6 separate regions of the Mus musculus genome follow, and regions 2, 3, 4, 5 and 6 are each linked to region 1. Evidence: chromatin contacts called from public promoter capture Hi-C data. All regions are on one chromosome and are shown on one strand. Each heading gives the region's core, a stretch centred on a gene start, on an enhancer-like site or on the middle of the called end of the contact. The rest is flanking DNA. Distances are from core to core; before and after follow the strand shown. Region 1 holds the start of Gtf2a2 (general transcription factor II A, 2). Region 2 overlaps Aqp9 (aquaporin 9). Region 3 holds the start of Polr2m (polymerase (RNA) II (DNA directed) polypeptide M). Region 4 holds the start of Aldh1a2 (aldehyde dehydrogenase family 1, subfamily A2). Region 5 holds the start of Myzap (myocardial zonula adherens protein). Region 6 holds the start of Aqp9 (aquaporin 9).

Region 1 (3,273 bases), core at 135-2,634:
TGACAAGAGAACTTGGTAGCTGTCAGTTACTCCATGGTACCTTTGTATATAGACTTCCAAAGGTTAATGTCCTAACAGCTACTTCATTGTTTACTCATGAGAACCCAGCTAGTAAATATTGATGTTCAGGGCTGCTGGCTTGCACAGTCCTTGGGGTTCTGTTCACATAGAACACAATTTGGAGTTCATCAAACACTGTTGCACTTTGATTCATACTTCCAAATGATTTTCATTGGACGCTCACATTCTGTCATTTAGACGGAATGCGCTTATTGTGCCCTTTCCACTGTTCTTAGATAATATTGTCATTTCAGTGAGAATTGAGACTGATTCTCTCTGCAGGATACACCTCTGGTTTTTGTCACTGAGAAGCCATTGATCTGCAAAGTATATCCTTTTCTCTTCCTTTGACTGGTTCCAAATACAGTGGTGTGTCTTCATCTGTTACACATGCTACTGCAGCATTAATGCATTTGAATAAATTAGTTGGAATATACATTCGTGCCTTGTTTTCATCTTTAATCGTTAACTTTTACACTGAATTTTCCGGTGAAGCCTTTCAAACATCGGGCCTTTACAATCCTGCAGTGTGGATGCTTCCGGTTCTTTTATTTATTTATTTATTTATTTTATTTATTTTTTTTTTTTTTTTTTTTTTTTTTTTTTTTTTTTTTTGGTTTTTCGAGACAGGGTTTCTCTGTGTAGTCCTGGCTGTCCGGGAACTCACCCTGTAGACCAGGCTGGCCTCGAACTCAGAAATCCACCTGCCTCTGCCTCCCGAGTGCTGGGATTAACTTAAAGGTGTGCGCCACTACACCCTGCTCTGGTTCTTTTAATTGATAACAAGTTCAGCCTGTTTACAATCTTAACACTATTTGAACTTTAATCAGATCTGTATTTCATAGTTTGGAAATTATTTAATGAGTTTGGGTTGCAAGGATATGATTTTAAAAGGCTAAAAAGGAAAACCTACAGCATGGCACAAAGGAGAACATGTTTCACTCTCAGACCTGGAGTGTTTGCATCCGAAGTCACAATTCATGTGCTCACTGGCCATCTGCAGTACCTATAGCTGCTGTTTTGAAAGCAGAAAACCAAGCACCCCCGCTAAAAAGAAAAGGGATGTGAAATTCTGGAAACTCAGAATATCCACGTATTTGCTTTTGTATCAGTCACGAAGTTTATACAGCAGACCTTCCAAATGAAAAAGATGAAAGACTCACAAACCCTGGTTTCCCTACACTGCAGTCCCACAAACTTTGACAAGCCAGACAGTCGCCCCATTGCCTTTTGCTTCCCGAGCGCCAGCAGGAGAGACCACGCCCCTTCTCGGAAACGGCGGTGGGGGCCGGCAGTGGCTCCTGTGGCGTCACCTCCGGGTCGCGTGAGCACTTCCGGGTCACTGGCACAGGGCTGCGGTTTCCGCGGCCGAGGAGGTGGTCGCAGCGGGCTCCCTACCTGGCTCTGCTACCGCCGTGGCGGAAGCGCCTTCCCTCAGGTAGGCGGCGGCGGGGCCGGGAGCGGGGAGGCCGCGGCGAGGCGGGCGGTACCGAGCGCTGTGCCCGCCGGAAGGCGACCCCAGACAGACGCAGCCGCGCGGGAGCAGCCGCCTTCCCGCTCTCCTCAGGCCGCGCTTAGGCGACCGGCGTCCCGCTCGGATGCCGGGCACACACGGCGCCTGCGCTCCAGCTCTGCAGTGAGGAGGGGATTCCGAAGTTCTGCAGTTGCCGCCACCTTTAAAGATTGGAGATGGCCGAGCCAGCTCGTTTCAGCAGACGTCGAAGTCGCTGTTAGCTCTTTTCCAAATAATGCTTAGATGTCAAATGGAGCGTGCCATGGCTCCCCTGTCCTATTTTAAAGTTTATGTCTCTCTGACCTTTTTCTCCCCTTCTCCATACACACGTACTGACTGGCGTTTACTTTGAACGAGCTAAATGTTTTTGTTTGACACGCGTCGAGTATCCGGTACTGTTCTCAGCCCGCAGGTTACATCAAGTGAACAAAAATAAAGATCCATGCCCTCGTGGACTTTACATTTTATGCGGAAAGTTAACATAAGACCGTTAGGTAACTTGATGGCAGACGGTGCTATCAAAAAATTTTAGCGAGATGAAGGGTTTGGAGACGTTTCATAATGGATGTTGGAGTTCCTATGTGGTGGTCAGTTTAGGTGCAATTGAATGGAGCTATTGGAGTTGTGTGTTAGCCAAATTAATATCTGAGCAAGAACATTACAGGCAGAAAGAACAGCCATCGCAAAGGCAGTCCCACGCCTGTCATCCTCAGGGCAGTTGAGAGTGCAAAGGGAGGTGGAAAATAGATCAAACCAAACATAGAGGGTAGCCAGATCGTCAGGCCTGATAGAAGCTGATGGAAAATATGTTCTAGCCCATATTTTTAAAAGATAACCCCGCTGCAAATTATAAAGTGTGAGGGACAAGTGTAGAGTAAAGAAAATTTGAACACCATGAGTCAGTGGCCTGGCATTATAAAATAATCATGGGGATGTTGAGAAATGATTGGCTTCTGGATTCATTTTGAAAGTTGCCCTTCCAAGATTTGCTAGGAATTGGACCATCTTTATGGTTTATATGACTCTGAGGGCCCATAGAAGAGTCCTCTGCATTTGCTCTTAGCTGTAGGAGAAGTGTCTTAGCTATTTGATAATTGTTTCGATGTAGAGTAGAACATCCTGAATATGGGTACAAAGAGAGAAGTGAGGGAAGGCTACAAGTTTCAAAGTCATCAACACATAGATAGGATTTAACACCATAAGCTGAGATGGACTAACTAACAGGGAAAGCAGGTAATTCAGGAACTGGAAGTCAGAGCTGAGAAAGAACTGTCAAAGGAAACAGGAAATACAGTAGTTCCATGAGCTGGAACCGGAAAACAACAGATCACAGAATGTTCTGTTGGATCAGTTGCTGACCAAGTGTAATCTGAAGATGGCAGGTCACTAGTTTTGCCAAATCTCGTTATACTCCTTCCTGTAGCTGAGCTCCTTAGGATTCAGGAAGATTTTTTTGTTTTGTTTTATTGTTTTGGGTTTGGTGGTTGTTGTTGTTATATTTATTTATTTTTATTTTATGTGCATTTGTGTTTTGCCTGCATGTATGTCTGTGTGAGGTGTCAGATCCCCTGAAACTGAAGTTACAGATGGTTTCTAACTGCCGTTTGGGTTCTTGGAATCAAACCTGGGTCCTCTGGAAGAGCTGCCAGTGCTCTTAACTGTTGAGCCACCTCTCCAGCCTCACCAAGTCTTATCTGATA
Region 2 (3,128 bases), core at 151-2,650, 1.1 Mb after region 1:
ATATAACTTCTGAACTGAGTGAATAGCATCAGTATTGCCCTCAGGAAGTAGGGTTGGATATTACTGTCATCTGAGATGAGCTACTCCAGACAACAAGGCAGAAGCAGCTGGAGCCCTTCAAACAAGAGTCTTCCCCTGGTCACGATTCTGCTGCACAGCCCCTAGTGTAGGTCCAGTGGAAACCGGAAAGCTTGAACTGGCTTGAGTGTGTCCAGAGAGGCCTCTGACCTGTTTGATTTCACTCTGGGAAGTATTCTCTATTTCTGTCCTAGGTGTTGAAATTGTCTTGGGAGCAGCAGCAAGGGGCATTGTAAATCACACTATAGGCTGAGGGAGAGGGGTGGAAGGAAAGGTGATCCTTATCCCTGTGCCCCCAAACCCTCTTTCATCTTTTACTTATATACTGAACTTATATTGACTTATACTCTCTCATCAGCTTAACCCTCTCAACTGTCTTCCTACAACTAACAACCTCTGCTGGACTCAGGTCCATTAGTAGAAGACCACGTGAGCACTGAGTTCCACTTCTGCAGAGATGCCTCAAACTTAAGATTATATTTGTGTTGTGGATGAAGCCTAGATTCAGGCAGGTTTGGCAGGACATTTCATTTCTACTCCACTGAAATTGTCTGGAGGCTTCTGCATTCGTATGTCTGCCTTGTGGGTGGTACTGGTTGCTCATGGAGGTTTTAACTAGAGTGCAGAGCAGAGTGCCTACAAGTGGCTACTGCATGGTGGCTTGGCTTGTTCATCGCATTCTGGTTGGGTTTAAGAGGTGAGCATCGTACAGTCTCAGGGTTTATGTTCTTAATTCCTATACCATGTCCCTGGTAGTCTGTCCCATTTTGATAATTCTGAACTTTATAGCAGACAGAAGGAATCTATTGTAAGTATTTTTATTTTCTTCCTACACTATACATACATACACAGAGAAAGAAAACATATACATGTTAAGTGTGTTGGTCTCTGTATCTAATATTAGTTTCTAATATATTCATGTCAAGTCATCAGATGGTTCCTTTTTCTGTTGGGTGTGAAAGCCCCTTTCATGGTTGTATAAATGAACACATTGCTTCTCAATCTCAGCTTGCCCTTCCACTAAGCAATGACAATCATTCCTCAGCTTGCTTCCCGAGGGTTTTCAATAAAGGTTCAAATGAGATAACACTAATAAAAGCACTATTTAAACAGCAAACACTGATCATAAGTGCAAACGCAGGGACTGTTTTCAATGTAAATGCAAAAGGGAAGCTAAGAGCCAGTTTGAGTTCACGGATTCAAATAATTGAGTCCATGAACTTTAGCCACTTCCTGGCAATAACAAGCAGGGGAAGGTCCACTTCTGACAGGCGGTGGAGATAGTTGTTGTGTCACTGCTAACCATAGAATCAAATGTGGGTGAGGGGAAGTCGCAAGGCTTCAAGAGGTTTTGCTTGTTTTCGTTGACTTTCCAAAGACCAATCGTTCTATGTTTGTGTGCGTGCTACTGCTCTGGGCAGGACTGTGACGATAACAGAGTAAGTCCTGGTTTCATTAGCAGATCTTCATGCCTTTGAGGGGAAGAGAACGTCTCAATGGAAAAGAGAGGAAAACATTCAAAAGGGCAGACTGGTGGTTAACTGGAATGTGAGTTATGCCCCCTCTATTACTAGCCACTAAGCCAGACATTCTGGAGCTATCTTGCCTCTCTTCTTCCCTCCTTGAACACTCATAGTGATGTTCTTATACTTCCCTTCTGTCTACAGCCTCTGGCCAGAGTCCCCACCACCCTCTAGCCATCTAGTAGTGGAGCTAGATGCCATGGCTACAGCTGTATACAAAAGTCTCTCTGCGGCCTGAGAACATCGCTGCACATCCAGGCTTTCCATTGCCTTGTCCCATGGAGCCCGGCCCTCCTTCTGCCCAAAACAGATTCATAGAGTTGCATGCCAGCCTCTTTGAGCCCTTGGAACTGATAGCTGCCACTCCAAACTCTGCATGCCTGCTCACAGTATGCCTTTCTTCTCACTTGCTTCTCCAAAACCCATCTGTTCTCAATTGTGGGAAGCCACATATGCCGTTGCAGAGTGGCACTGACTACTGCTGGCCACCACGCATAAGTTTGGACAAACAACCAATGTGTACATATGCAGTAAAGTTTTTTGCAAAGACACTGCCTGGCCTGGGCATGAGGCTTTGAGAGTATAACCAATCAGATGTGAGACATGCAAATGAGGTATGATAATGAGGCTCTGTGAGGTACAGAGAGAGAGAGAGTAGCCAATCAAATGAGGAACATGCAAATGAGGCGTAGTGCATAACCAATCCGGGTGTGAGACACGCCTCTCCTAGGCCTATATAAGCAGCACCAGTTCTGGGCTCCAGGTCTCTTCGCCTCTGCAATCAAGCTCTCCCAATAAACGTGTGCAGAAGGATCCTGTTGCAGCGTTGTTACTGCTGGCCAGTCCGGCGCGCGCAAGACTCAACTACGAACTAAAACACTGCCAGGTTCGAGCACCCACTGCCCCTCACTGAGCTCCACTGCCCTTTTCAAATACTTCCAAATGCTGCAGTTCTGACACATCTCATTATGTTGAAATAGCCCATCAAGTCCAGTAGTTCTCCACGGACTAAGGCTGATCTTCAGTAACAACATAAATAATAGAAAGCCCACATACACATGAAAGCTGAACAACACTGTATTCAATGACAACTTGGTCAAGGAAGAAATAAAGAAAGAAATTAAGGACTTTTTAGAGTTTAATGAAAATCAAGCCACAACATACCCAAACTTATGGAACACAATGAAAGCAGTCCTAAGAGGAAAACTTATAGCTCTAAGTGCCTCCAAAAAGAAACTAGACAGAACATACACTAGCAGCCTGACAGCACACATAAAAGCTCTAGAACAAAGGAAGCAAATATGCCCAAGAGGAATAGACGGCAGGGAATAATCAAACTCAGGGCTGAAATAAACCAAGTGGAAACAAAAAGAACTATACAAATAATCAACCAAACCAGGAGCTGGGTCTTTGAGAAAATCAACAAGATAGATAAATCCTTAGCCAGACTCACTAGAGGGCACAGGGACAGTATCCTAATTAACAAAATCAGAAATGAAAAGGGAGACATAACAACAGAATCTGAGG
Region 3 (3,195 bases), core at 659-3,158, 1.5 Mb after region 1:
AGGTGTAGTCAAAACCCAAACTATGAGCAGGGCGTGGTGGCGCACGCCTTTAATCCCAGCACTTGGGAGGCAAAGGCAGGCGGATTTATGAGTTCGAGGCCAGCCTGGTCTACAAAGTGAATTCCAGGACAGCCAGGGCTACACAGAGAAACCCTGTCTTGAACCCCTCAACCCGCCCCCCCAAGCTATAAGGAACATGGTATAAAATTACCTTCAAGCCATGTGTAAGAAACAACTGAAACTTATATTTAAATTTGGGTCTTAACTCTACCCATACATTCCAAGCCTCCTAAAAATATAAAATAATGGTCTTAAGCACTTAGGAAAACATGGTTAGCCTGTACAATAAATATATGATAAGGACCAGTGGGTTTTAAGCCATGGTCTCTGAACCCCGATGAACTGAGGAATGCCAGAGGTTACATAATGGGATAACATCACTATCTTACAAAGGAAGATGGACTTGCTTATGTGGTTCTGTGTTTGAAAGAATTCTCAGTTGCTTCTGGCAAACTGCTAATATTTCTAGACTCAGCATATATAAACAGGAGTTCTTTGAGATGCCAAATAACTCTTAAAGAGTATAAAAATGTTCCAAGACCAGAAGGTTAATTCACTGCTAAAATTAACAACCCAATCTTGAAAAGTCAAAATACCTACCTGTTTCTAGTAGGAACCCCTCCTGCCAAATGGTCATTGGCTCCTTTCCCTCAGTGACAAAAATTCCCTTTCTGGTTCTTTTCCTTGGTTATATAACAAACAGGAGAAGGGGGCTAAACCTTGGGTCCTCTATTTTTCCTGATACATTTATTCCCACGTTTTCAACAGTATTAATGCCTCTCTGCAACTGAGTTCCTCTCGGTTTTTTTCAGCCTTCTCTCTCTTGTGCCTAATACTCATTCCTCTGGGTTTTAATCGGTTGGCTTTTAATTAACTAAATGCCTGCAATTACTCCCTCAACTGAATACGCCCAAAATAAAAAATTAACCTAAAATCCATCCCTCTCTCCCAATTTTCCCATTATTCTTTGTTGCTCCCCAGAAACTTCAACCACCTGTTAACTATTAATATATATTTGTCTCCAAATTATTACACCAGTTCCCCCAATCCCTCGATTGCCTTCATGGTCCATTTTTCCCTCCTTGCTGAAAAAAAAACCTCTCAGAAAATATCCTTTTGGCGTCTTCCTTCAATCCTGTTCCTAAACAAAGCTGCCTTTAGGCAATCAGCTATCATCTTCTCCCCACTACGCATGAACCAAACTTTCCAGCCCGCTCTCCAAATCTATGGTTGGGGAAAGAGTGGGGCTTCAGATAGAGAGAAGGAAATCCCACACGTTCCGATCAAGAGGCTTTGGTACCGGAGCTCGTTCAAAGCTGTAGTGCGAACATGAAATCGAGCAGGCGCGGCTGCCGAGTGAGGGCCGGGCAGCATGGAGCCATGCCCGCGCACAGGACAGGCCTGGCTCGGGAGGCCTGGCCACGCAAGGTCACCTTCGCGCGCCAGGCCGCGGGGCGGGGCGGGAGACCAAGTCCCCGGATCCCGATCCCTGAGAGCCTGTTCCCTGATCCCGATCCCCCGCAACCGCGACCCCAGGGCCACCGCTTACTCGTTGCGCAAAAGTCTCTCCTGGCGCCTCAACCTCTCCCGCAGCTCCGCCGAACTCTGCCGCCCCAAGTCCTCGGGAGCTGGGGGCTCGAAGCCGCGGGGCAGCGAGAACATTGCGCACGGGCTGCGGCTGGCGCGGCGGGCAGGGATCCCCGGCGGGGCCCACGGCGGGCGCTGGCTCCGCGGCCGGCGGCGACTCTGGAGCGCGAGCGGGAGTCGCCATTTTCCCGGAAGAGCACGGCTTCTCCGAGCCGAAGGGAGCTTTATTGAAATGCCGGAAACGGACAGGCCAGGACGAGGGGACGCCCGAGGAAGCGTGCAGGGGCGGAAGTTACATCACCGCCAAGGCGTCTGGGTTTGGCGGGCTTTCTCTGGATGGGCCTTTTGCTTTCCCGGCTTTTCGCCTGTGCACTGGGAAATATAGGACACTCAAGTCAAAGACTTACAAACTCACTTCTAATAAGTAAAATATGACGAAAGTAATAGAGCGTCGCATCTACGATTAAGCAATCAAAGTTTTGGACAAAAAATTTACAGGGATTCCTGAATGGACATTAATCACAGTTAAAATAAATAACGGGGTTATAATGATGGCTCAGTGGCTAAGAGGGCATACTGCTTTTGCAGTATGCCAGAGTTTGGGTACCAGTGCCCCTGTTGGGTAGCTTACAAATGCCTTTAGACTGCAGCTCCAGGGCACTTCACAAACTCTGGCTTCTCCAGACACCTGCGCACAAACACACACACATTAACATAATTTAGTCTTCAAAAAATAACAAGTGACCAATATAGCTAGCTATAATAAAATGCATATTAGAAACAATATAGTCAGGTATGGTCGTGCATGCCTTTAAGTCTGGCTGACTGAGTTCAAGGCCAGCCTGATCTACATAGTGAATTCGAGGTTGCAAAGTGACTCTGTCTCAAACAAAACAAGATTTGAATATTTGAGCAAGTCAGAATATCAGGAATTAGAAAGGTCGACCATGTCAACTGTTGGAAATAATGAAGAGCGACTGAGATTCCTACAGACTGCTAATGGGGGAGCAGAGGATGCAAAATAGTACAGCGTCTTTGGCAAGTAGTTGGACAGTTTCTGATTCGGGCTTTGCTGCCCTGCCCCTTTTTTATTGCTAGGCAGTATTGCATTGTGAGTTGTGTGTTTATGCTGAAGGATATTTGAGTTGTTTTCAGTTCTTAATGATCACAGATCAAGTCACTGTCAACATTTTTAATAGATGTTCATGTCAACATAAACTCTCATTTCTCTTAAGAGTGGGCTTATTAAGCCATATTAACAAAGGGAATAGAAAGGAAGAACGGCTCCACTCTTGACTTCCACGGCCTGAGAAATTCCTCTAATCTTTTAGGGATTTCAAACCAGGGTTTGTAACTTTGATGCTGAAAATATTCAGGACTAGGAGAATAGGAGTCTAATAAAAAATATTTTCATACAGGCCTAAGTATGAGTGTTCAGAGATATAAAAGTGCTCAAATGGAACATATACCCAGAGATGGGCATGGGCTTCTCAGGGAGAGTCACATTTCATTGTTTTTATAACACTTATACCTGATGGACTTCGAAAC
Region 4 (2,988 bases), core at 315-2,814, 1.2 Mb after region 1:
TCTCTCTCCTTCCCTCCTTCCCTCCCTCCCTCCTTCCTTCCTTCCCTCCCTCCCTCTTCCCTCCCTTCCTCTGTCCCTCCCTCCGTTCCTCCTCTGTACCCCCTTCCCCTTCCCCCCTCTCTTCCTCCCTCGCTCCTTCTCTCCTGTAAGAGAGGATGAACTTGAACTTCTAATCCTCTTGCCTCCATCCAGTGGGATGCTGGGAATTACAGGCATGCATCTCTACCCCAGTTCAAGGTGGTGCTGGCAACTAAACCCAGCGTTCTAGGCAAGCACTCTACCTACAGAGCTACCTCCCCACCATTCTTCTTATTCTTTCTCAGTCTTCTACAGCTTAAATAAAGGCGATTCTTAGGAGTATATTCGGTTATTAAGACACACTCTTTGGCCATAAACGTTCCCTGTGAATAGGAATTTTTCAACTGCCTAAATTAGGCTGTATTGTTGCTCTAGGACGACGACGTAGTGCTTGCTCGGTCACTTTAGGCAGATACCCTATAAAGAGTTCTCGGAGCCTGGAACTTGTCTCACAAATTCAATTAAGACAACAGCATTCTGTCTGCACAGAATCTAAGCACCAATCATTTACGGAATTTTAGTTAATGAACACATCTAAAGTAAGTGTTTTGTAGTGAACAACATGCAAAGAAATGATTGAGCAAGAGCGAAGCAGTTGCTTGGGAGTTGAGAGTCTTCCATAGAAAAACAGGAAGAGTCAGGTTGGATAAGGCTGTGGGATTTTCATGGGGATAGAGGCAGAAAGCCCTATAAAGAGCTATCTATATGGGCTCGTGATATTGGTCCAATGATTCTCCCACGCTATCTGGAGTGAACTGTCTAGGCTACTGATTCCTGATCAGCGCCCATCTTTACTCAACTATAAGGCTGCTTGTAAGACGAGAAGGGATGGAGATGGAAGCTCAACCCGGAGATTCTGACAGGAAGAGCAACAGAAAATCCCAAGTGTTTCCCGGTGTGGATGGGAAGAGGAAAGGAAAGGGCTGGAAGGAGACCATCAAGACCTGGAATATCCAGGCAACCCAAGGCAGATGAAGCCCACGGCCTCAGGCACAACTAGGCCGCGGGGCCGGCAGAGGGCAGCAGTTGGGCTGAGAAGCCTGGTGGGGGCCAGCGCGGCGTCGGCGGTTCCAGAAGGTTCTCCTTGGGAGTGTGGGGAGCATCTATCACCCCACCCAGCGGCCACGCGCCCCTCGCGCCACGCGGAAGGCTGAGCGAAAGCTCTTTCGGGCTGCTCGGGACCCCGGGGGAGGAGAAGAGCGAGTGTTAGGAAGGGCGCGGGGCTCGGCGGGGCCGCGGCTCGGGCGCCTCTCCTCCCGGCCGACCAGCGCTAAGGCTCGCGGGGCTGCCATCGGCCAGCGCGGTCCCGCCGAGGCTGCGCTCCGGCCGTCGAGGCCCCCCCGGGCGCGCCCGCGGGAGCGTGGGCCGCGGACTTGACCGTGCGGGCGCCGCGCGCGGCCGTATGCAAATGTCCTCCTGGGCCGGCCCCCCGCGCCTGTGGGCCGCACGTCCAATAAGAAGCGCCCCCCGCTTGACACCTGCCTATATACAGCGAGCGCGCCCCGGCCGCGCAGCGCCCCGCGCACACCCACCCGTGGCCGCCCATGACTTCCAGCGAGATCGCCATGCCGGGCGAGGTGAAGGCCGACCCCGCCGCGCTCATGGCCTCGCTGCAGCTCCTGCCGTCGCCCACGCCCAACCTCGAGATCAAGTACACCAAGGTAAAGCCGTCCGGCGGACGCTTTCTGGAAGCATCCTCTGGATCCCTTCAGAGGCCGGGGGCCCGGAGGTCGCCTGTCATCTCCGCGCCTCCGCGGGGACCGCGATGCGGGCTTCTCAAGTCCCGCCCCGGTTTAGGGAGCGTCTTGGGAGAACCGGTCCCAAACAGAAGGCAGCGCGGGGATCGCCAGCGGCGGCGGACGGTGGTGACGACCTCGGGACTGCCTGGGGAGGTGGGATTTCCCAGAGCAGACCTGGGTCTGGTTCTGGAGTCCCCTATGACTCTTTAGAGCCGGCTAGGGTCCGGTCCTAGATGTCCCTAGGGCAGAACGAGGCTTAGTTCTGGGGTCCCTTAGAGCTCAGGGCAGACCGGAGTCCGGTTGTGCGAGCCCCCAAGTTTTATCAGAGCAAATGGAGTTTGGCTCTGGGGTCCCCCAGGTCTCCTCAGAGCAGTCCGGGCTCTGGCTTGAGGAGGGTGTTCCCCTGGGTTTCCTCAGAGCCCACCGGGGTGCAGTTCTCCCTGTCCCTCGGTCTCAGAGCAGAGTGGGGTTCACCGCCAGGGTGGCATTGCGGTCCGGTGTCGCCCCGCGGTCCCTCGGGTCCGGAGGTGCGCGGCCGCGCGGGCTTATCTTCCCTCAGAGCGGAGTCGCTGAAGGGTTGTCAGGACCGGAGTCCCACAGACTTCGCGGGGACCTGGCCGAGACGCAGTAGGTCTATGCCAGGATTTCCTCGGGATTTTGTAGGCAATGGACATTTTAGAAAAAGGGAAAATAACTCAAGTCACATAAATTAGCGAGCTCACTTTTGCACTGATAAGCCTAATGATTTTTTTCCTAACGAATTCTGACATCTTAGTTTGTCAAGCACGAATTATTGTTGTTAAACTGCATTAAAAAGCAATACACGCCTGCTGCCCCATGTGACTTGATCCCCTACCACTCCACCGTTCTCAGGGAAAAAAAATCCACGGGGGAAATTTGTGAAATACATACACAAAGGGATTGAATGTTATAGCAAAAAGGCGACTGTAGCCTTTAAAGCCACACTTCTTGAGAGTTCATTTTAGAATTTTTTTTTTTAATTTGATTTTCATTCCTACCGCAAACTCTCGCCAGTTAACTGCAGCGCGCGCACACGATACAGCTGATAAGTGTTCCATCGCGGGCATTACACTATACGCGAAAAGCAGAGAAGTTAAGTTGTTCGCATGTGACAACTGTTACGGTTGAAAGAGAAATGCAAAAACATCGT
Region 5 (2,914 bases), core at 378-2,877, 1.6 Mb after region 1:
AACACACACACACACACACACACACACACACACACACACACAGGAGCCTTTAAAAAGATTTTGTCCACAGAAGTTCTAGAATGTTCCAATCAGTCCTACATAGTCTGAATTCGGAAGCCTGAGTTCTTCAGACCAAAGTTTCGATGCAGTCTTAGCCAAAAGACAAAGCATTCCAGTATGTCCAGACATCATTCAAGAGAAAAATCTCAAAGATGCTACTGAGTCTACTGGCTATACCTAATTCACTCACAGGATCCCAGCATCAACCTAAATCAGAGTCTCCCTGTGGGTAGGGGCTGCTGCACACAGCTCAGGGCTAACTTTGTAATGATTTTATTCTTTGTCAACCTAAATTTTGTTCTGATTAAACAAAGCCTTCCATGGGAAAGAGTCAAATGCCCATCTTGCAATAGGGTAAGCCCATGGTTGGAAACTCACTAACCAAATGGGAAGCCACTTTATTAAGTTAATGACCAAGCAACCAGAGTTCTATGAGCCTTAGGTGTCTAACATATACACACAAACATAAATACACACACACACACACCACCACCACCACCACCACCACTTGGCCCTCACCCAAAAGCAACACATGCCTTTCGTCTATAAATGGAGAAAAGATAAACACTAAAGGTCAAATCAAACTAACCGGACTTGGGAAGGGGCTTTTGGAGTGGGATTTAACCTGTTAGAATGAACGGTGGAGATACGTGATTAGTGAAGAGGTAGGTATTTAATAACGTGATACCAGAAGACTCAGAAAGCTACAAGCCAAGCTCCTAGCAGACTTCTCTGAGGCCCTGATCTTCGAAGGGGCATAGAATGTCAACCTGACAAGCCTGGCCATTCTTTCAGGAGCATCTGGGAGGTAAGAACTGATTCAGCAAAGACTGTGGCTAAACACATTTCTTTAGGGAAATCTCCCTGGAGGTGATGGTCAGGGCTTAAAAAAAGAAGTTCCTGCGTAAACTAGAGTCCTGCACAGCTAGACTCCGAGGTGGTCAGCTGCTCAGCTCTGGTCTGCAAACAGGCAACCACCTTGGCAAAGCTGGCTCCTGGATCAGAGGCTGTCTGTCACTGGTGGATGGACATATGGATGATGCTCCCAACCAAGAGATGCAGAAAAGTTCACGTTTCAAGTATATTCAGGGCAGAGACCTCAGAAACCTCTCCCCTGCCTTTTTTAAACTGATGCCACATTTAAGCTTGGCTTGACAGTGGAGACGCGAAGGAGAAGTAAGTTCTAGGTATCCCAGAAAGTCCCCTAAGCCCTCTCTTCCCGCCTCGGGAGCATCCAGAGGGAGGGTCACTGTGGAGTCCCGGACTGGCCAGGAAACTTGAGCCAAGACTGAGGTATCGACAGCCAGAAGCATCCTTCTCCCCACATCCCTACAGATGGGGCGACAGGGATGGGTGCGAGAGATCCCCAGCAGCTCCTTCTCCAGCTAGCTACTTACCCTTCTACTGGGCGTTCCAGGCGACTTGGCGCCGCCACCTGAGAACAGGGTGACAGTGGACGTGGAGCGCAGCATCTCGCAGCGGCTGTGGAGCAAGGGCTGGGTGCCCGCGCTGCTCCGGGGCAGGATAAGCGTGCGGGGCGCACCCTACGCGGGGGAGGCTCAGACACTAGAAGCTACGGCTTCCGCAGGGCTGGAGCCCAGGAGGCGGGGCCTGGGAGGGGCCTGAGAGGGGCGGGGCTAGGATTCTGCCAGACTAGTCAAGCAGCATTCTCTCCCCAAAGTTGAGCGTCTCCTCTCTGTATCTCCCTGTCCAGTCTTCCTGCACACACTGTGGGTCTGGTCTCTGTATCCCCTGTCCTTTTGGCCTCACGACCCCAGAGCTTTCCATCAAACCCCAAGGACTACTGGGACCCTTGGTCTTTGTCACTTTTTTTCACGGTAACTACTGAGTGCCTATTATTTGTGCCTCCTAGTGAACGACCGACTCCTGTCCTCACAGATTTGCACCCTAATGGTGACCCTGAGAGAAGACAGTTGTCATTTCTGTGGTAGAAAACAGGTATGTGTGCTGGGAGTGTGCAACTGTCCAAAGGTCCTCAGGAGCCAGAAAGAGGCTCCCAGAGGAAGTGACTAAGCTGAAGACCAGAATTGCAAGGCTGTCCACATTCATTCAGTGATTGCTGTGTGTCCACCTGGCAGGACTGACCACCCTTTGCGTCAATCAATCTTCACAACCACGCTTTGGGGGTAGGTGTCATTATCCTGCACCCCATTTTGCAGGTGAGGACACTGATTCATCAAGGGTTGAGTAAGGCAGGAGGAGCCCCACCAGGTGTTAAGTGGCCAAGCTAAGAGGTGACCTACCCTGTCAGCCCCTAGGGCCTTTCTGGAACACTCTGCTGCCCCCTAGCAGAGATAAGCAAGGCAAGGGCAGATCTGGGACCCTTCCTTCTTAGGCATCCTGTCACAGTGCCAGGAGCTGATGGTGGAGAGAAGCTAAGGAGAGCTGGGGCCTAGTCACTAAGAACCTGGTGTGTGAGTGCTTAGGCCTTTAACATCAGGACAAAGTGCTTCGGGGGAAAGAGAGGGAGGACACAGTATCTCCATTCACCCTTCAAAGCCGAGGCAAAACCCAGCCTTCTCACCAACCTCCTAACCTGAACCCCGACGGCACCCCTGAACCTAGAAGCTTTGTTTCCCTAACTTCTGTGCACTCTCCTCTCTCTCTCTCTCTCTCTCTCTCTCTCTGTGTGTGTGTGTGTGTGTGTGTGTGTGTGTATGTGTGTGTACCCATGCACACGAGTGATCCCAAGGTTGCACCACCAGGAAAGACGTCAAAGAATGTTACCAATCAGAATTCCTCGTGATCCCACAAAACTTGCCCCTTTGGTGACAACAGTCATGTTTTCTGCAAGTCTGCATGAAAGCCGCAGGGCCTCTTCTCTGCCAGCTCT
Region 6 (3,102 bases), core at 266-2,765, 1.2 Mb after region 1:
AAAAATTAAATAAGCCGGGTGTGGTGGCACACACCTTTAATCCCAGCACTCGGGAGGCAGAGGCAGGCGGATTTCTGAGTTCCAGGCCAGCCTGGTCTACAAAGTGAGTTCCAGGACAGCCAGGGCTATAAAGAGAAACCCTGTCTCGAAAAACCAAAATAAATAAATAAATAAATAAATAAATAAATAAATAAATAAATAGATAAATAGAAATAAATAGCTGTCCCATTTTAAAAAAAGCCTGAGGCCAGGGCTCACACCAGTTCAGAAAGTAGCAATAGTTTCTGGTCTCTGTTTTATTCTTTGTTTTGTTTGTTTTCATAGCTGAGCCAATCTCTTTTTGAGATTCTTAGGCCTGTCCATGTTTAACTCTATGAAGTTCAATTTAAAGACCTTGAGAGATTTGCTCAAGTCAAGTTCAATCAAAAGGGAGAAATTATATGAAACCAACACAAGGCTACACACACACACACACACACACACACACACACCATACTAACCCCAAGTTCTGATTTACTAAGTAGGTCCGGTGAGATGACTCACGAGATAAAAGTCCCTGTTGCCGGGCCTGATGACCTGAGCTCCATCCCTAGAGTCCACATGGTGGAAGGATGGTGGAAGGAGAGCTGACTCCAGCAGGCCATTTTCAGATGCACTTGTGTGCATTGGTGCACACACATAAATAAATAAATAAACAAACAAACAAACAAATAAATAAAACTGCCAGGCCATTTTCAGATGCACTTGTGTGCATTCGTGCACACACACAAATAAATAAATAAATAAATAAACAAACAAACAAACAAACAAAACTGCCAGGCACCTCTCTTGGCAGCCTGTTCCACGCTATCTATTGACCATTAATGTTTGTTTCAGATGACTCAGTCACCAAATGGGAAGCAATGTCTAGCAACTCTTTCATCATAAAAGCCACTTTGAGACATTTTAAAATGAAGAAGTACTCCCCTTCCCCCTTCTCCACTCCTATCAACTGTCTTGGCTACACGTTAAGAGCGAACGAAGCTCTTAATGGTCACCAAATAGTCAAGTAACCTAGAAAGTGACTTGCTGCCTCCTAGAAGGGACTGGAACTGATAATCAGGGAAAACAAAAAAACAAACGCCCTGCTCCAGACGCCTGGCAGCCAGGAAGGCGGGGTTAGGTCTGAACTGGGAAAATGGAAATCGAGCAATACTCACAATCATTATAAAGGTGCCCAGGAACTCAGAGAGTGTCTCCTTAGCCAGACAGCTCTTCAGGGCCAGCCTCTGCACGAGGTTCTTCTTGGCTCGGTCCTTCTCAGAAGGCATCTTGGGGTTTCTGCCAGAGGTAAGCTTTCCACCAAGGTCTGCTCGCTCAGTTTCCTGCCTTCACTACCACATGAAAACCAAACCAAACAAAAAAGAATTTTAAAAAAACCAAGCTCACTTAGCTCTGCACGGATCTCTGGAGGCGACTAAAGAGATACCTGACTGTGTCAGAGAGCCTGTCCTAATTAGGAACTGTGACTTAATCCTTGTCTGCCTCTGCTGTCAGCCCCTCCCTCCCTCCCAGCTCATTGCTATTTGTTTGCATTAATGAGTTATAATTCCAAATCCTCAAAATGACTCTTTTTGTACTTGACAGATTAATCATTACCTTTATTCTCTGTTCTCTGGCTACTTTTTCTCTGTTGGCTTTCTTTCTTTTTTTTTTTTTTTTCCAGGAGATGAGAAAAGAGATGCTACGTTGGTTGGGTTGCCAAACCAGAGATGGGCCTTGGTCCAGAAGAGATTTACCTGTTACACAACTTCAGCCTTCTGATGATTTGTTTTCTCCTATTCGGAAGTGGGCAGTTTGGGTGTAATTTAGAATAGTTCAATCAGGTATAGACACCTTCACTGTGAACATTCTCTCCTGAAGGTTTTCTTCCAAACTGGAGAGTGTAAGGGAAAGAGACTAGGCTGGCTCTAGTAGTGCCTCGGGGAGTTCATGGGACTGCTGGAGTCTTTCTGAAGGGCTCCAGAAATAACTAAATTAACTTATGGAAGGGCAGTTTAAAGGCTCCGAAATGTAAGTTTATGGGGCATTGGGTTAGTGCTGCCTTTAATCCCAGCGCTGGGGGTAGGGTGGGGGGTGAGGTGTGTGTGTGTGTGTGTGTGTGTGTGTGTGTGTGCAGAGACAGGTTGATCTCTGTGAGTTCAAGGGCCCAGCCTGGTCTACATGAGTTCCAGGACAGTTGGGGCTATATAGAGAAACCCTGTCTTGAGAGGAAAAAAGGGGGGGGAGGAGGGAGGGAGGGAAAGAGGGGGGAGGGGAGGGGAGGGTGTTAAGGTGTTTATGGGACAAGATGGGAACTCCCTCTTGTTCACTGAAGTGGTCTCCCTATCTGGTAAACAGAGTTTAGGATTCAAGAATCAGAAAGATAGAGAAAGCAGAGGACTGGAATTCTAGCCCTCTGACCAGTCAATCCCATCCCAGTTAAAGAAGAGAGGAGTAACTATGCCCCACTAAGGTATCTAGTTTAAATCTGATGAATTAACATCCTCACAGGCAACAGACTACATCTTATAATAGCTTCTTGACCTGATCAATAAGCAAGCCCTGATTTCCAAAGCTGGTTTGTCTGAAAAGACGGAATTGGAGGCAGTAGTCTCTAAACACCCCCAGGCAGTCCACTGACTTGAACCCATGCTATGCTCCCTCCCTCCCTCCCTCCCTCCCACCCTCCTTCCCTCCCTCAGAGCAGCCTGCCCAGTTCCCAGTCTTCTTTGGGGCCCTCCTCTACCTTTGCAGGAGGCCCTCAATCATTTCCAGCTGAGGAGGCAGGCTGGAAGGGGTGAGGGGAGGCTGTGAGCAGAGCAGCTGGGAAGAGCCCAGAGGCAGGATCAAACACCTAAGCTGCAGGTAAAGTTTACAGTTCAGACCGAAGAGGTCAATACTATAAATTTAAAAAATAAATAAATAAAAAACAATCTAGCATTTCGACTTTAATTCCTGATTAAATGGTCATGATGAGGATGTAGCTGAAACACCCAGAAGTTTGCTTTAACTCCTGGTTAGGTGATCATGGATAGCTTTGTCTTGGAGAGTTTCCTATGACCACATTATGCCCAAGTCCTG

Evidence for each region. Promoter capture Hi-C pulls out the DNA fragments that hold promoters and counts their contacts. Capture Hi-C pulls out chosen DNA fragments and counts their contacts.
Region 2: a promoter capture Hi-C map of liver shows a contact between it and region 1, with 2.4 times the contacts expected there. The contact joins the enhancer-like site here to the promoter of Gtf2a2 in region 1. A contact is called at or near these places in 1 of 39 promoter capture datasets (liver) and 2 of 115 datasets of contacts at active chromatin or transcription factors (large pre-B cells and pro-B cells).
Region 3: a contact with region 1 is called in a promoter capture Hi-C map of adipose tissue, with 2.9 times the contacts expected there. The contact joins the promoter of Polr2m here to the promoter of Gtf2a2 in region 1. A contact is called at or near these places in 5 of 39 promoter capture datasets (the C10 cell line, the HPC-7 cell line, erythroid cells and 2 more), 3 of 115 datasets of contacts at active chromatin or transcription factors (extraembryonic endoderm stem cells, large pre-B cells and pro-B cells) and 2 of 9 other capture datasets (adipose tissue and liver).
Region 4: a contact with region 1 is called in a promoter capture Hi-C map of pre-B cells, with 5 times the contacts expected there. The contact joins the promoter of Aldh1a2 here to the promoter of Gtf2a2 in region 1. A contact is called at or near these places in 2 of 39 promoter capture datasets (hippocampal neurons and pre-B cells), 2 of 115 datasets of contacts at active chromatin or transcription factors (large pre-B cells and pro-B cells) and 1 of 9 other capture datasets (adipose tissue).
Region 5: a contact with region 1 is called in a promoter capture Hi-C map of pre-B cells, with 4 times the contacts expected there. The contact joins the promoter of Myzap here to the promoter of Gtf2a2 in region 1. A contact is called at or near these places in 2 of 39 promoter capture datasets (hippocampal neurons and pre-B cells) and 1 of 484 Hi-C or Micro-C datasets (pre-B cells).
Region 6: a contact with region 1 is called in a promoter capture Hi-C map of erythroid cells, with 36 times the contacts expected there. The contact joins the promoter of Aqp9 here to the promoter of Gtf2a2 in region 1. A contact is called at or near these places in 15 of 39 promoter capture datasets (the 3T3-L1 cell line, 3T3-L1-derived adipocytes, the C10 cell line and 10 more), 1 of 115 datasets of contacts at active chromatin or transcription factors (astrocytes) and 1 of 9 other capture datasets (liver).

What each region holds. Positions count from the first base shown.
Region 1 is chr9:70,011,164-70,014,436 of GRCm38.p6, forward strand. Gtf2a2 (general transcription factor II A, 2) reads left to right here and starts at 1,385. Exons shown (of 5, transcript NM_001039519.2): 1 at 1,385-1,498. It overlaps Bnip2 (BCL2/adenovirus E1B interacting protein 2), which reads left to right. Exons shown (of 11, transcript NM_016787.4): 11 at 1-496.
Region 2 is chr9:71,138,986-71,142,113 of GRCm38.p6, forward strand. All of the region lies in intron 1 of Aqp9 (aquaporin 9), which reads right to left. Among named protein-coding and RNA genes, the nearest start is that of Gm32714, 10 kb to the right of the region's middle. Within about 2 kb of position 1,401, at least 7 of the 459 cell types and tissues checked have an H3K27ac peak or open chromatin away from gene starts, as enhancers often do. A contact at or near this core is called in liver, where this site is marked.
Region 3 is chr9:71,484,075-71,487,269 of GRCm38.p6, forward strand. It overlaps Polr2m (polymerase (RNA) II (DNA directed) polypeptide M), which reads right to left and starts at 1,909. Exons shown (of 4, transcript NM_178602.3): 1 at 1,610-1,909. The coding sequence starts at 1,722.
Region 4 is chr9:71,214,225-71,217,212 of GRCm38.p6, forward strand. It overlaps Aldh1a2 (aldehyde dehydrogenase family 1, subfamily A2), which reads left to right and starts at 1,565. Exons shown (of 14, transcript NM_009022.4): 1 at 1,565-1,739. The coding sequence starts at 1,623. Gm3458 (predicted gene 3458) reads right to left here and starts at 1,162. Exons shown (of 4, transcript NR_110518.1): 1 at 1,023-1,162.
Region 5 is chr9:71,590,733-71,593,646 of GRCm38.p6, forward strand. Myzap (myocardial zonula adherens protein) reads right to left here and starts at 1,628. Exons shown (of 13, transcript NM_001033208.4): 1 at 1,458-1,628. The coding sequence starts at 1,532.
Region 6 is chr9:71,161,774-71,164,875 of GRCm38.p6, forward strand. Aqp9 (aquaporin 9) reads right to left here and starts at 1,516. Exons shown (of 6, transcript NM_022026.3): 1 at 1,200-1,516. The coding sequence starts at 1,310.